2 separate regions of the Sus scrofa genome follow, and region 1 is linked to region 2. A link is a contact called in public HiChIP or PLAC-seq data. All regions are on one chromosome and are shown on one strand. The core of a region is the stretch at or near the end of the contact, and the rest is flanking DNA. Distances in the headings are between cores, read along the strand shown. Region 1 holds the start of FMNL3 (formin-like protein 3). Region 2 holds the start of KMT2D (histone-lysine N-methyltransferase 2D).

The links. HiChIP or PLAC-seq counts read pairs in DNA pulled down with a chosen protein or histone mark.
Region 1: an H3K27ac HiChIP or PLAC-seq map of alveolar macrophages shows a contact between it and region 2. The contact joins the promoter of FMNL3 here to the promoter of KMT2D in region 2. A contact is called at or near these places in 1 of 5 promoter capture datasets (fetal liver) and 1 of 2 datasets of contacts at active chromatin or transcription factors (alveolar macrophages).

The regions. Positions count from the first base shown.
Region 1 is chr5:15,643,614-15,648,958 of Sscrofa11.1, forward strand. FMNL3 (formin-like protein 3) reads right to left here and starts at 2,436. Exons shown (of 25, transcript XM_021091615.1): 1 at 2,062-2,436. The coding sequence starts at 2,187.
Region 2 is chr5:15,087,656-15,093,012 of Sscrofa11.1, forward strand. KMT2D (histone-lysine N-methyltransferase 2D) reads right to left here and starts at 3,967. Exons shown (of 56, transcript XM_021091593.1): 1 at 2,377-3,967.

The DNA of each region.
Region 1 (5,345 bases), core at 1,186-3,685, 550 kb after region 2:
GGAGAGTGGAAAGGACATGTTTCATGAACAGAGGAAAGAGGAATCTTTAGGAGCCCCCAGAAAGGATTCAAATCCCCAAGAAAGCATGATTTTTCTCCGTGTTGGAAAACTGGGGTAAAATCCCCTCCTCTCCTAAAACAGCTAACTCGTCCTGGCCTGGCCTGTTTCAGCCCCCTATCATCCACAGCTCAGGCACCGAGAAATAGGACCAAAACAAAAGCCACGAGGAAACAAATCAAAACTTTATACAGAAAGGCAGGCTTGCAAGTGGGTGGTCTGGTCCCAGGCTTGACCTGGGCGCTCTGGCTAGTAATCAGGGTATCGTGTACATTTTGTGAATATTAAGCCATTAATCTGCCAACTAAACAGACTTGTCAGTTAAACTCCAATAAGGACATGATCGACTATGCTTCTGAGCTCTTGCGACAAACAGCCTGGCAGCCCCCATCCACTCTATCTCTGACCATCCCTTTCTCTCCATTCTCTGTAGCTACCTCATGCCACTCCATGGAGGTTTTTACACCCCCACTGGAGTGCAAAATCCCTCCTACTCTTTCCCCAACAGTTGAGCTCTTGTTCTCAAAGGCACCAAGTCCAAGGCTCTCCTCCTCAGCCTCTGAGATGGCCACGGCATATTAGTAATCACTGACTCACCCCATCCCTCTGAGGAGGCTGGGGGAAATGCAGAGGGCCACAGGATGTGTGGCCCAGATCCCTTTGGCCCTTCAGAGAGCTGATGGGCAGAGAGGTACCAGCTTCCCCTCGGAACCCATGTACCCCCCCTGATCTGGCTATGGTGCCAGTGGGCTGGTGTCAGACTCTGCACCATCAGAGTAGGCCAGGATCCCTAGACAGCTTCACTGATGCCAACAGATCTAATCATTCCAAAGCAGATGAAATCCAATAAGGCTGCTAAGTCCACAACTTATTCCTCCTTACAGGCAAAGGCAAAGTCGGCCCTTCAGGCCATAGTAACAATTACTGCAGTACTAACACTGCCTCTTAGAGAGTTCTTTGAGGAACTGGAAACCCTTTCCCCAAGTTTCTCTAAGATTTACCTCTGTTAGTAAATGTTCCATCTCCTAGTTCACTTTCTTTCTCCAAAACTTCATTTTTAGCTCCAACAGATTCTCTGGCTCCATCTCAGTGATACCAGCTCAGATCCTCTCTGTCCACAGAGCCACTGACATCAATGTCCAATTCCCACACCAAAGAATCCCAAAGTCAGCTCTAAAAACTCATCCATACAGATCACTTAGGAACCTACAGAAAGACTAAAAAAAGTACAGCCCCAAAAACCAAACCCAGTCGCTAGGGCTTAACATAAAAAGTGGGGAGGCGGGGGAGGCAGGATGGTTCGTGTATTGTTTCAATTGGAAAAATACACTAGTGAAATGGCTTATCCACATGTTCAGGCCTTTTAGGCAAACCCACTGTAACTTTGCAGGATGCCTGCAGGCCGTTCTGAAAATAAGAGGAATGGCAGCACTCTTTATTCCACCCTCTTCAAGAGCTGCCAGCTCCCCTCCATTCCCTACCCACCCCCCTCTCCCCCAAACATCTGGTCCCGGCTGGGAGTAGGACCCACTCCCTGGAAAGTCTCCATGTTAACATCAGAGGTGGTCTCCCCAGTCAGAGAACGCAGACTTAGGCTGAGGAGTGGGCCGGCCCTGCGCTTCTGAATTCCCCCCGCACCAGCCAGAGGCTTAGGAGTGAGAATTCTAAGGACCTGGGGAGACTGTCAGGGAAGTGGGGCGGGGGGGGGGGGGAGCGAGAAGGGCGGCAGAAGGGGGAGGGGCGAGGAAGAAGTCTGGGTCCCGGGGCGGTCCCGGGCTGGGGACCCCTCCTCTTAAGCGTCCAGCGGTTGAGGCGGTCGGTCGGGAGGTCCCTGATGGGGCTGCTCAGAGGTTCCCGGGAAGGCGCTGGGGGCCGAGGTCTGTCCAAGGCCCTGACTGAAGAGGTGGACCGGACCAAGGGACTCGGGCAAAGTCCCACCTGAGGCGCTGGGACCTGGGGGGGGGGGGGCGGTAGGAGGGGGAAGGGACTAGGCTCGGCTCTTACCAGCACCAAGGCGAACCTCTCCTCCAGCTCACAGGGCTCAGGCATCGGCATCTTGCCGGTCGGCGGCAGCAGCGAGACAGAGGGCGGCTCGCCCGGGCTCCCCTCGGTGCTCTCCAGGTTGCCCATCGCTGCGGGGCCCCCTCGGGGGCCTCAGCCCCCCACCTCCAAGCCCGGGGGTCTTGGGCTGGGCCTGTCGGACTCGGCTCCTCCCTCAGGGCCGGCTACCCTAGTCCCGACTCCTCGGCCGGGTCGGGGGCTGAGGGGCTCCTTAGGGTCCGGCAAGACCCGGAGCGGACAGCGGCACCGAAGCGACCGGCTCCAGCTAAAACCCGCCGCCTCGCCGCTCTCAGCGCGCCGCCCCGGCGCTGCCCCTCCCCGCCCCCCGCGCTCTTTCCCTTCCCCCCCTACTTCGCTTCCTCCCACCCACTCCCGGCCGGGACTCCGGCTTCCCCCCGAGCGCCGACTGCAGCCGCGCGCCCCATTCATGCAGGCCCCGCCTCTCGCCCACGGGCCTCCCGGGCAGCCCGCCTCGCCCCGCCCCCTCCTGAGTCCGATTGACGGCCTCAACTGCCAATCACAGTGCCTCCAGCACCGCGGTGGCCTCGCGCCTGGCGCTTGGCGCGCCCTGGCGGCCCTGGTGCGTATCTAATCATCGCAGTTGCTGAGGGCGTGAGGTGTTGGGTTGGTCCCTGGGAAACGGCCCTTTACCATAATAGCTCATAATATATACAAATAAATAAGATACAGGGCACCGAGTGAACAGATAACTGCAAGAGAAGTAGAAACGTCTAGGATACTCAGAAGTGGGAGAGAGACCACACCTGTTAGAGTCACGGTAAGAGGGAGAATTTGAATCGGGCATTTAGGAATGGGGACTACCTTAACTGCCTGAGACAGGTGAAAAGGATTTAGGAGAGGACCTTACCGACGTTCAAACGTTGATCTGCTTGAATGTGAAAATGGTGAGGCAGGAGAAGGATGCTGCTCTGGGCTAGGTCTATTGGGAGGGTCGTCATTTATGATGTGATGGCCTTCTGTTGTTTCTGCCACCCTGCATACCTCTTCCTCAAGCGATAACATCCCGTCTCCTTTTAGGGAACTACGTTCGCCTGTCCTCAGTCCATGTAGAGCTGAACTTCACCTCCATTCCAGGAGGTCCCATGACCCAGGCCTGGCGAATCAAAGCATTTTCTTCCTCTACCTTTGGAGACTGTTTTAGGAATTGACAGTTGACTTAAGCCAGAATATAAAACTCATTTCTAAGGCTTTCACTGGAATAATCAAGAAAGAGACATTCTCTTGGAGTTCCCATCGTGACTCAGTGGAAACAAATCTGGCTAGCATCCATGAGGACGCAGGTTCGATCCTTGGACTTGCCCTGTAGATTAAGGATCTGGTGTTGCCTTGAGCTGTGGTATAGGTTGAAGAGGTGGTTCAGATCTGGCGTTGCTGTGGCTGTTGTTTAGGCCAGCAGCTGTAGCTCTGATTCAATCTCTAGCCTGGGAACCTCGATGTGCCTCAGGTGTGGCCCTAAAAAGACTTAAAAAAAAAAAAGAGGCAATCTCTTCCCATACCATCACCCATAACACTTCAAGCTTGCTTGAGAATGAAGCCAATGCAGAGGAAAGCAAATGCTAAGGAGTTCCCTTGTGATGCAGTGGATTAAGGATCTGGCACTGTCACTGCAGTGACTGGGGTCATTGTTATGGTGCAGGTTCAGTCCCTGGCCCAGGAACTTCCACATGCTGCAAGTGTGGTCAAAAGGAAAACAGAACAACACCATACCAAGAACCTGAATCCAATTATGCCTGAAGTTATCACCTTGACTTTGCATTCATTTATTCAACAAATATTTACTAAAAAGCTCATTATATGTCAAATACTGTTTTACGCATTGACGATACATCTGTGAACAAAAAAGACATACATCTTGCTCTCCTGGAATTTGCATTATGGGTAGAAGAAGAGGTAGACAATAAACTAAGTAAAATGTACAGATGTCAGTGATCAATGTTAGTAAAAATAAAATGGAAAGGAGAGAGGTGGAAGGGGGTTAAAATTTTAAACAGGATGATCAGAGCAGACCTCACTGATAAAATAACATTTGGATAAAGAGCTGAAACAGTGAGGAAATAAGCCATGTGACTATGTGGGGGACGAGTGATCTAGACAGAGGGAATGGCAGCTGCATAGTATGTCTAATGTATTTGAGAAGCAGGAAGGAGACCAATGTGGCTGGAGTGCAATGAGCAAAGGGAAGGGTAGTAAAAGATGAGGTCAGAGGAGTTCCTGCTGTGTGGGTTAAGGAGCCAGTGTTGCTGCAGCTGTGGCATAGGTCACAGCTGTGGCTCAAGTTCAGTTCCTGGTCCAGGAACTTCCATATGCCACAGGTTTGTGGGGGGCAGTGGGGGAGGAGATGAGGTCACAAGGGTAACCATAAGTCATATTGTGTAGGGTGTTGTAGGCTACTGCAAAGACTTTGATTTTTCTCTAAGTGGAACAGGTAGCCATTGGATGATTTTGAGCAGAAGAGTGGTATGATCTAACTTATGTTTTAAAGGATTTTCTGGCTCTTGCATTGAATCAAACTGAAAGAGACATGGGGCCTGAAGGCCAGTTAAGGAGGCTATTGCAATAATATAGGTGAGAGATGATGGTAGTTTGGAGCAGGGTAGTAGCTGTACAGGTAGCGAGAAATGGTCAGAGTCTCCATGGATTTGAAAGTAAAGCCAATAAAATTGTTTGACAGTGTGAATGTAGAGGGGAATGGAAGTTAACTCCAAAGCATTTCACCTAAGCAACAGGGAAACTGACGTTTCTAGTAACTGAAATGGAGAAAGACTGTGGGAGGAGTAGATTTGGTGAGAGACAGCCAAAGGGGGAAGCTCAGGAATAGTGTTTTGGTCATATTGAGTTTGATTTGCAGATCGGACATCCAATTAGAGGTAGTCACTAGATGACTGGAAATGTATGAGACTGGAGAAGCAGGCTGACGATATTAATCATCAGCATATTGATGCTATTTAAAGCTGATATATTCTACTTTTGTGTAAGTCAGTCTGAGTTAGGTTTCTATTGTTTACAACCAAAAAGTGGAGTCCAGGGAATTCCCGTCGTGGCTCAGCAGAATGAACCCAACTAGTTTTCATGAGGATGAGGTTTCAGTCCCCGGCTTGCTCAGTGGGTTAAGAATCCGGTGTTGCTGTGAGCTGTGGTATAGGTTGTAGACGTGGCTCGGATCTGGCGTTGCTATGGCTGTGGTGTAGGCCAACAGCTGCAGCTCC
Region 2 (5,357 bases), core at 2,717-5,216:
AACGTGTGTGTGACTTTTGCCATACCTTACCACTACATGTCCCCGAGGTCTCCCGCCCATTGTGCTCTCAAAGTTGCAGCCAAAGGAGTCACACACAGCAAGAAATCAAAAGCAACAGTGATAGTACAGTGGGTGGGAGGAGGACTGCCTCACACAAGGCCAGAGGGACAAATTCCTCTGCCCTCCCCCGAGCGCAGCCCTCTCAAGCTGGTAATGCTGGCACTGCTTGGGAGGTACAGAAACCACCTTCGTCTAGCCTTGCGAGACAGTTACCAACATCCTCCAAAGCTGGAGCCTCATTCATGGGACCATGAATGAGAAGGTCAAGAAGCAAAGGGCTGGGGGTCCTCCAAGCTGTACCAAGAAGAATCTAGAGGCTCTTTCGAGAAGCCCCACTTCCTTACCCTGCAGTCTGGCACCTGCACCCCGATGCTGAGTCCCAGCTGTCAGGCCCATGAACAGATCCAAACAGATAAAGACCACAGGTTCCCTTGTCCCATCAGTCATAGCAAGAAACCACATATACACATCAAGGGTTTTTACCCTGGATCTAAACTGGCCTAAAGCCTGGCCAGGCTTCCTCTGGGGGAACCAGGGTCCCAGAGAACTACAGATCTAGGGAGTAAAACTGCATTGGGACCCCTTCACCCTAGGCCTGAGAGGCCCAAAACAGCAAGGAAAAAGGCAGGGATTAATCTCAAGGCACTCTCCTCCCTGCCTCCCCCCCAGCCCCAAAGCTTTAACTCCATTTTCCCAGCCAAAGGGGAAATGGAGGCTTGGAGAGGTGAAAGGCTGAAGCAGGCCCTTGAGTGAACAGCTCTTCTGAAGGACTCAGGACTTCCTGGTTCCCAGCCTGAGAATCAAACCACATCTCTCCCCACCCCCATTTTGGGCTGGCCCTTCAGGGAGGAATCCAAATGGCAACAGTGACCCTTCAGACCCTCCGGACTATCCCTGGGTCATTCTAGGGTCAACCACAGCTAACAAAGACAGGTCTCTCCTAAAGTTCTTCAGGGCCAGACAACAGGAGAAACCGTCCATAGGAAGCAAGGGCAGAGGGCATGGGTGACAGCTCGCCTCATTGCAGCACCCCTGTGCCACCTCTCACCTCAGGGCTCCCACCCAGAAATCTTTCAAGGGCAAACTCCTATTTTCTCCTTCCCAAGACCAAGCTCGAAGAGGTAGAGCTGATGTATGTTGGAGGGGGTAAAGTGAGGAAGCAAAATACACCAGCCAAATCCCTGCTGGGCAGCATGACAGCTGTGAGAGGGGCTGTCCCAGCCCAAGGCCCAGAGGCATGAGGCTCATTCTGCACCCTTCATGCAATCATATACACACCCCTTCTCCCCAACCTCTCCTGCCAGGGCCGAAAACACTGGCTTCAGCAGACACAGCTCTCTGATCAGGTCATTTCTCTTCCAGAGAGGTACAGGCCACTCTCTTCTGCAGGGCTGGGACGGGATCAGAGGGCCAGTTAATACTCCCTGATGGGAAAAGGTTGGAGAGGTCTGGGAGGGGCCTGCAGGACTGGCCAGGGACTTATGGGCCACCAGCTCCCCACACCAGGCCCAAAGAAAGAGGGAGACAAAAGCCATTTTTTGCAACCCACATTCGCAGGGAGCAAATCTCAACGGTCTCCTCTATAATCCCCTAGAGATTATGTCCATCCCGAGAGGAGGGGAGGCAAAGCAGCCTAAGACAGCACTAGGCCTCGCTGGGGTCACTTTGCCAGGCAGGGGTAGTTTAAAGTTGAATAGCAAGGCCAGAGCTGCCCCCAGCCCCGCCTCCTCCTTGCCCCAGCCACCCCCTTCATCGCACTAGTCAGTTTCCACACACTCTCCCCAGTGCACAGGGTATAAGGCCTAGTGAAGGATCTGGGGTTCCCTGAGTCTCCCAGAGACTGCTCTGGGTGTCCGGATGGGCAAGAACAACCTTAAAGTCCAAACTGGCAATAAGTCTGACCTGGCAGTGGCACCCTACCCCCGCTCCCAAGTTGTTCCATTCCCAAGGCCCACAAGGAACCCTGAAGGAGAAGCAGCTGACTGGGATTGGTGCTGGCATCAGGGCTTGGGTCCTAGTTTAGTAGAGCTCCCCCCAACACAAAAATAAACAGGCAGAGAGGCTTTCTGGCCAGGTTCCCAAACTCCCGTGGTTCCCCAAACCCCCAGTCTTTAAAGAGGCACACCCCAAGACACCAGGCCTCCGTTCTGCCCTGGCGACTGGCTCAGGTTCCCTTGACAGACCCTGCCAAAGGAACCCTCCTCAGCTCTGGCACCCCTTTCTCCAACCTACAGGCCAGCTCCGGCCAAGATAGTCCATCTGGCTATGCCCCCAGTCCAACCCATTCTGGGCCCTGGCCGGGCGGACTTCACTCACCTCTTCACAGGGCGATCCAGAAATCCTCATCCGAGAACATGGCCAGAGCCCGGGCCGCTCCCCGACCTCCAACCGCCAGAGCGATCACAGCCGCCCCCCGCACGGGGGGGCTTAGGGGGGCCAAGAACGGTAAATCCAGGTCGGAGTGGCCACCCTTCCCCCCCCAAAAAAAGCAAGAAGCCAAAGAGGGGTTCTCTGCCTCGGGTTCCAGCAGTTTAGGTTTCCATGGACAGCCCCAGGGCGGTGAATCCCGAGCGGACACAAAGAGAGCACCGGTGGCTTTGATCTTGGGCGAGCAGGCTCCGCATCCGCGTCGCCCGGCGGCCTTTCAGTCCTAGGGCCGGGCCAGCGCCCCGGCCGCCCGCGCCGGGCTCGGGCGGAACGTCGAGGCTCTCCAGATGGAACGTCGAGGCGCCTCCCCAGCAGCCCGGAAGGAATGCCGCGCCGGCCCGCGCCGGGCCCGGATGGAACGTGAGACCCTCGCAGGAGCGCCGAGCCCCTCTCTCCGCTCGGGCCGGCGCCCCGGGGCCGCGCGAGCTACGGCGACGCGGAGCCGGCGGGGCCGCGGGGCTGAACCTGACACACACCCAGCGCCGGGCTCCTCGACCCCGAACGCTCGCCCTCGGCGGCTTCGAGCACCCCACCTTCTTCTCCCCCCCGGGAAGGGAGGAGGGTAGGTGGGCGAGGAAGAGGAAGGGGCGGGCGGTGCGAGCCCTCTGCCCGCTCCCCTCCGGCCGCTCCAGGCCCTGCGCTCGCCTCCCTTTCCCTCTGGCCTCGGGAGCTGCCCCGCCCCCGGCCTGGCCGGCTCTGATCGGCGGCACCCCCTCGACCCCCGGCTGGCTGTGATCGCGGGGGGCCTAGAGGTGCATGGCCCAACCCCGGCTCCCGGCGCCGGGGGGTCAGGAAACTGAGCGGAAAGTGGGGAACGAGGCAGCCATTTGCAACCGGAGAGGAAAGTAGTGCAGCGCGGCGCCGCTCCGCCTCCCCCCCTCCGCCTCCTGTTCGGCCGGTAGGGTGGTTCCTGCGAAGGGGCTATTTCCTGGCCCGAGATCCCGGCAGCGGTCGTGGAGATTCAGGAAGCCTCCGGCGCGAGATCCTGGGGGCCCTTTTGCCTGGGGAACCCCACTTGAGAAGGGGGAGAAAGGAGAAGACGCGGCCCTATTTTGTGTTGGAGCGGAGCGGCGGAGGGATCCAGCCCTCTCGGAGGAAAGGCTGTGACTCTGCAGTTCTACGCACACGCTGAGGGATCCCTCCGCCAATGGTTAACCCCGACCGCGCCGGGCCGGCCGCTGTGCAGACACGTGGGAATGAAGCCCCCCTCCTCTTCGCCCCGGCCCTGGAACTGCCTCTTTTACCGCCCGGCTAGTGAAACTAGGGCTCTGGCCACTTTCTAATTCCGTTTTCCCGGAGTTTTCGGCCCCTGAGACTCCAACTGCCCCTTGCCTCGGCCAGGGGCAATCTTCCCCGGGAGGGGGATGGAAGAAGAGCCAGGAGATTGGCCGCTGCTCTGCATCCTGGGAACTGGAGTCCGCAAATGGAGAAAGTGAGGCACGGCGCCTGGCGCTGCAAAGGGTGGGTTCCTGCCACGTTCGGGGGCCCAAAGGAAAGCGGATCGAGTGCCTGGTCGTTCCTTCTGGCTCTCAAACCCTCTCGAGAGGAAAGAGGACTGTTAGTGCCCCCACAATCACCTCCCCCATCAAAACATAAATGTAGAGTTTCCCGGGTGCTCCTACTCGCACCTCTAGTCTTTCTCTCCGGATCTTCAGGGCCTATGTCCCCTTTTTTAGTAAACAGAGGAGATGTAACTTGGAGCCTTGCTGCTACCTGGCCAGAATACTGTTACTCTAGACAAGATCCCAAAACACTCAACTTGCAGGCACCCCTCCCCCATTAGTCTGGATGAAAAGGGGTTGGAATAACTTCTCTGCATTAGCTGTAACCACGGCATGGATAAGAGGAGACAAATTAACAATGTGCTAGATACTTTATATCTTCTCATTCTTCACCCTCGTTATGAATTACGTGGAACTATGGCTGTATGAAGAGACTGAGGCTAAAATAGGTAAAATTGCCCAACGAATCACATCTAGTGAGAAGTTGAGCCATGCATGATTCAAATCAATGTTTTTCCTGGGGTGAGTGTGTGTTAAAATGTGGAGAAAAGCAGGCAGATCAAGTGCAGGGCTGGTTTTGTGGGAAAGGGTTTGCAGTGGTATCCAATAGAACTTTCTGCATTGATAGAAATGCACTATATCTACACTATTAATATGGCTTAGCCACATGTAGTTATTGGGCACTTTGAAATGTAGGTGGTGCAACTAAGGAACTTTTCATTTGTTTAATTTTAAAACTAAATTGAATAGGCATATGTGACTTGTGGCTTCCATATTGGGCAGTGCAGGAGACCTACATCCCTAGACCAGAGTTATAGGAGGGATCAGGACAAGGCGTGTCCTGTCCTAGTCACACACTGACATGTGCCCTGCACTTAGCCAAAAAGTCCAGCAGAGACCCCACACCTATCCCAAATATAGTGGAATAGGTTCACCAAGAGACAGAAATTTGAAAATATAATGCCTCTCCCTACTGTCTTCATCCAGAGGCAGGCAGGCAGGCCAGACCCTCACCAAAAAGACGTCCAATAACATGACAGCAAACATTTCTTACGGGTTTATTATATATAAGGAACTATGCCTAGGCATTTCATATGTCATTTCAGTTTCATTTTCACCTCAATCCTGTGAGAAAGCTTTAACTACACTTCAGAAAGGAGAAACAGAGAGGTTCAGAGGCTCAGAGAGGTTAAGTGTCTGGCCAAGGTCACAGAGCTAAGTGGAAGAGTAACTGTTTCAAGCCAACCATTAACCACTGTCCTTTACTACTAATCAGGCCTTGAGATTGTTTGATACACTTCTAGAAAACCTCAGATATGTGTTATTCTATCTCAGACCTTATGGAAATAACAGCAGAAGTGTAGGTAC